Linked DNA regions of Anser cygnoides: region 2 is linked to region 1. Evidence: chromatin contacts called from public Hi-C data. All regions are on one chromosome and are shown on one strand. Each heading gives the region's core, a stretch centred on a gene start, on an enhancer-like site or on the middle of the called end of the contact. The rest is flanking DNA. Distances are from core to core; before and after follow the strand shown. Region 1 overlaps RAP1A (RAP1A, member of RAS oncogene family). Region 2 holds the start of DDX20 (DEAD-box helicase 20).

The links. Hi-C and Micro-C count contacts between places; a contact is called where the count stands out from the background.
Region 2: a contact with region 1 is called in a Hi-C map of liver, with 2.5 times the contacts expected there. The contact joins the promoter of DDX20 here to the enhancer-like site in region 1. A contact is called at or near these places in 5 of 7 Hi-C or Micro-C datasets (fetal liver, granulosa cells and liver).

Annotation. Positions count from the first base shown.
Region 1 is chr25:5,883,288-5,886,005 of Taihu_goose_T2T_genome, reverse strand. It overlaps RAP1A (RAP1A, member of RAS oncogene family), which reads right to left. Exons shown (of 9, transcript XM_048070881.2): 8 at 2,599-2,714; 9 at 1-419. The coding sequence ends at 2,628. Among named protein-coding and RNA genes, the nearest start is that of INKA2, 28 kb to the left of the region's middle. Within about 2 kb of position 1,390, at least 2 of the 3 cell types and tissues checked have open chromatin away from gene starts, as enhancers often do. A contact at or near this core is called in fetal liver and liver, where this site is marked.
Region 2 is chr25:5,921,537-5,924,254 of Taihu_goose_T2T_genome, reverse strand. It overlaps DDX20 (DEAD-box helicase 20), which reads right to left and starts at 1,327. Exons shown (of 11, transcript XM_048070874.2): 1 at 1,107-1,327; 2 at 909-1,003; 3 at 625-793; 4 at 219-333; 5 at 1-137. The coding sequence starts at 1,299.

The sequences.
Region 1 (2,718 bases), core at 141-2,640:
GTAATATATATCTATAGTTATAGATATAATATATAATGGTGGAACATTTTAGTGCTTGATGGGGAGAAATTATGGTAAAAGGGTCAATATGAAATTTTAATTATAGTAGCAATATCTAACATTTGAAATGCATCCATGCTCCTTTGTATAATCATACACTAGAGTCAATTATATTTATTTTCACATCTGTTAACTGCTATTGCAAAGGAGAAATACTATTGTCTTAAATTTCCAAGAGATATACACAGAGCAATTTGTTTTTCCAGGGACTGTGTGCAAACCATTTTAAGATCTAAATTCTTCTCATGGTATATAAAAACAGGAGAAGCGTCTTCAGATATGTTGCTAATTTCCATAAGGTTTTGATGTCGGGAATGCTGGCACTTTCCATTTAGGCAACAGTTCTTCATTCCTGCAATCTAGAAAAAGTAAAAAAAACAAGGTGATGGTGTGAACGTTTCTCATCCTACTGACGAACAACCTCAGACAAAGGCCTGAGAGCTTCCCCAGACAACTGCCTCTACACGTCTGTAGAAACACGCAGATTTCAGCAGGAAGAGGTTATCATCGAATCATAGAATATCCCGAGTTGGAAGGGACCCGTAAGGATCATCAAGTCCAACTCTTCCTTCGCTGTTGTGGTTTGCTCCTACTGTCCTTTGAACTCTGAGATACAGAGAGAGAAAAGCCTTTGGAAAACAGAACCGTTTCAGAAACAAGTTCTTGTTTTGTCACGAACACAGCAGCAGTGACAGAGAGCTGCCTCCCCATCCCGCTGTCCTAACAACAGTGCCTTACGAGGCAGGTAGCCTCTGCTCCAGGCTGCGTCCGGCTCTAGTGGGTGATGAATTCAGCAACGGCAGAACAATTTATGGGAGGGCAATTTCATCTTTTATCTCTCTGAGATGCTGCCCAAGTATAACGAGTTGGAGACCGCCCTGAGCCCTGTTCCAGCCGTAACAAGGAGGCAATCGGTTAGGAAGAGATTTACAAACACCAGGGGAGGCATTGCAGAGTATTTCAATCATCTGGAGCAGCTCTGGAGGCACAGGTAGAAGCAGCCAGTGTTACAGGAGCCCCATCAGCAACTGACTGAACACAAGGACACTGGGTGAGCCACTGGCAGCTGCCGAGCCCTTCGGCACCGCACCGAGGCCAAGCAGGCGCCGCAGCACAGCTCAGCTCAGCTCAACATAGCTCAGCTCAGCTCAGCACAGCCAGCCTGGCAGACAGTGCATCCCCAGGGCTGGGGGTGCCTGGCTCCGAGAAGCCATCCTGGCTGACGCCACACTAGCTAAATCCAGATATATCGCCTGAGGAACAGGAAAAGCCACTTGAGATATACTCTTCAGTTTCTTTTCCTTAAACCATTGTTTCCCCACAGGACTAAGCTATTATTTTACGACATTCAGAGCTCAGGATAAGAGACTCAATCAATAAATAAAGCACAAATCATCAGCAGCCAGGTTAACTGCATAGCTCCACTTGTCCTGCTCAATCACAGCTAGGCTAAAGAAACATCCGCCCACAGCGTGCCCTCCAGGTCTGGCAGAAAGGCAGTTAACCACCAATTCCAGGAATTCATCCTTGAAATTCTTCCTACCTAACCAGAAGTTTGTTTTAAACGCTGCAGGATAAGGGCACTTGGGCTGCTTCGCCAGCTGCCATACCTAAGAGAACAGCTTTTGGTGGGTCACAGCAATGACCGGAGGCTGGCAGCCTGGGCACCTGTGGGACATCGACGGCCGACGCGCCGTGAATTAACCCGTCCTGACCCAGCCTGCAGGGCTGGCCCGGGCTGCAAATCTGCCCCGCTGCGTTTCCAGCCAAATGCTCTTTGCACAGCCAACACCACCTGAGATGATTTGTTTGCTTTCTGACCACTTCCTGCTTCCCAGCGCTGAGCAGGGCTACTTCCCCTGCACACCTCTGTCTCGGCACCGCCACGCAGCACACATGTGTGCTGAGATGCTGACGGTTCAGAGGCATGGCCTGGTGGTATTCCTGTCCAAAATCTGAAGCTACAGAAATGCTGCTTGCTTCCAGGAGTGCGACAGAACAGCTGTAAGCACACAGAGTGCCCTGCCAAGATACACAGGAAGATTATTTATAGCATATGTCCAACCTTGTTTTTTGTTGTTTTTTCCCCCCTGGCGGTCAGCTTTTCATTTTTCTGCCGTTGAAATCCATGTCCCACCCAAACCAACTTGCAATTGTCCTTGTATCAGCTAGGGCTGAGACAGCAGCTGCGACAACACTGCCAGTTACCCGAACGCCACTGAACTTCAGTAGAGGATAAAAAGGAAGCAAAACTGACCCAGGATGGCTCCAACTATGGTGTCACATGACAGAGGGAGAACCTACACGAGCGAGAAGGCAACACCTCACCCATCTCCATCAGTTCCTGCTCTAACTGGTGCATTCATCAACCCAAGCAAAAGGAGAAAGGGAGCAAGGCAGGTATTTCTCTGCCAAGTCAGTCAGTGGAACTGGTTTTCAAAGTCCAACAAATGCAGCAGACAGGGAAGGAATTACATGTTTTGGAGCAGCTCAGGGTCAGATTACCTGGGCTGCAGGTGTAGTTCAGACACCTCTTACCTGGCTCAGAGCTGCTGCACGATGGGAGTCTAAAGCAGCAGACATGATTTCTTTTTAGGCTTCTTCTTTTCCACTGGTGTTTTTCTATTTATCTGTCTGACCAGGTCATAAAAGATCTGA
Region 2 (2,718 bases), core at 78-2,577, 38 kb before region 1:
GACTTGGATCAGTAGGATTCAACCTCACAAACGTTGGTTCTCTCATATACCTGGTCAAAGCATTAGCTAATGATTCAGGATAAGTAGCTGAAACAGCAAGCATCTGTTTATTGTCTGGCAGTGAAGAGTAAATCCAACTATGAGAGAAAAAAATGGGAATGACTAAAAAACATGCATCTAATCTGCAGATAAATGCATAAGGTATATGGTTTTCTTACTTGATTTGCTCCTGAAAGCTGCCTTCTTCTAGAAGCTTGTCTGCTTCATCAAGAATGAAGAGACGGATACTAGCTGTATTCAAGTAGTCCAACTCTATGAGCTGTTTTATTCGACCTATGTATGAAGAAAAAAGTAAACTGAGCTTCACAAATATTAACTCAAAGGTTCTAAAGGTAAGTTTCACAGTACTTAGTTTTTAAAATTCACTTTAATAAGCCTGCAAAAAAGCCATATTTATTATAATCTTTTGCTAAAAATACTATCTTGATCTAAACATTTTTGTCACTGCCCTTTGGGACTCTCCTCTATTATTAACAAAAGGAAACCAGACTTCAAACATAACGTTTTTTTGTGCTGTGAAATACTACGCAGTATCCAATGAAGTACAACGTAGCACATCCTCACCTGGCGAGCCAACTGCTATATGGCATTTCTTTAGTCTGACTTTGTCCTGGTTCAAAGGCGTCCCTCCAATGAAGACATGGCATTCCAAACCTTCCAGTTTTATTCCAATAGTTGTGATTACCGCATGGATCTGCACAGCAATCTCTCGTGTAGGAGCCAAAATAAGGGCCTGTAAGTGACAGAGAATTACATCCAAATGCCACAAGATAGTTCAGAAGCTTAAAGCTTTCTATTCCCTCCCACAGCCCAAGGCAAACCACCTCACAACGGGGCCCGGCGCTCACCTGCGTGGCCGGGCTCTCCAGCATCAGCGCGTCCAGGGCGATGGTGGAGAAGACGCAGGTTTTGCCCGTGCCGGACTTGGCCTGCACGATGAGATCTGCAAGGAGCCGCCACAGGAGTCAGGGGGGCAGGCGGCGGCCTCCAGCCCCGCTCCCCGCCCCGCGGCCTCCCCTGCGCCCCGCGCCCAGCCCGCCGCTCACCCAGCCCGCAGCGCCCCAGCGGAATGGCCTTCAGCTGCACCGGGGAAGGCCTGTGGAACCCAGCCGCCTCCAGCCCCGCCAGCACCGGCGCCGACAGCAGCAGCGACCCGAAGTCGGACGGGCCCCCGGGCACCGCCACGTCCCGCGTGCGGAACCGCTCCCGGCCGCCCGCCGCCTCCGCGGGCGCCGCCATCTTGGGAGCGGGCAGCGGGCGCGCGCGCGGCCTCTCGCGAGAGGCGCCCCCGGCCCATGGCCGCCGGGGCGGGGCCGCGCCGCCAGGGGGCGCCCGGGGGCTGACGGCGCCGCCCGCGCCCAGCCCGGCCCTCAGGGGCCGCGTGGGCTGGGTTCCGGCTTGCCCCGTCGTTTGTGTGCGTTACCTTGACGAAATTCTGTTAACCTCGTAAAAAAACAGCCGGTGGAACTCGCATCTTCGAAGTGTGGAAGCTGACGGTGCCCGTTATTGCCAGCTGGTGGATCCCAGAAGTTGGGCGTGGGATAGTTTGCGTTCAGTTACAAATTACTAAGGGTTTTCAGTAAACTACTGATGACTTTCTGGTTTCCTGCAGTCAGTGGAAACGGTCCTCCTGCCCTGCCTCTGATCTGATTTCACACTCTGGCGGGGAATACTGCTACTCACCGAAGTTTTATCTACACAGCATGTATGAGAATCATAGATTCATCAAGTTTGGAAGAAACCTCCAAGATCATCTAGGCCAATCATCACCATACTACCAATGTCACCCACTAAACCGTGTCCCTAAGCACCAACTCCAAACTCTCCTTAAACACCCCTGGGACGGTGATGCCACCACCTCCCTGGAAAATTAATTAATCCTGCTCTTCTGAGGCCGCTGTCTGCCGTTGCCTTGCCTAGTGCCACTGCTTGCCCTCAGAACAGATACCTCCCTTCCTCTCTAAGACTTCAGAATCCACACGCTCCTGTGTCCTCAGGCCTCTGCTCCTTCCTCCTGTCCCTCCTCAGCTGCCCTCTGTGGGGCCTGGAATTGCCTGGGTTCAGTAAAACCCACAGTCCTCGCCAGCTGGCACACCGCTGGTCCGCATAGCACAGGGAGCTGCCAGGATCGCCCGTCCGACAGCTTGTCTTAAACCTGGTAGCTCTGACCTAATTAGGAACGAGGTAACGCAGGCAGAAACGAAGACCATCCGCAGGCGATCAGGAGGTGCAGGCCACCCCTCCGAACAAGACGAGGGCAGGGGACAGACCATCCATGCCTGCCCATGTCTGCCACAGGGCCAGGGCCAGCGCGTTGAGTCAAGGCACAGGCTGTGCTTTGGGGGGTAATCGACACAACACATCTTTTCAGCTAATTTCCTGGCATTTTTTCTACCAACATTAGCAATTATTTCCTGTTTACAGCAATAAGTGAGGCTGTGACTCCCCACTGTGAATCTCAATAGATGCATTTATCTACATAGAAGCAGTTAATGATGATGTTTATGAGACAGCAATCCTTTATATGGAGACAGACAAACCTTCAAAGCTAAACAGCCTTTCATACCTTCCTGGGCCATTTGTTTTAGGAACCGCACAAAAGCTTGCACTTAGAAATATCAGAGAGGACAAAACCACTGTACTACAGGAGGGAAATGA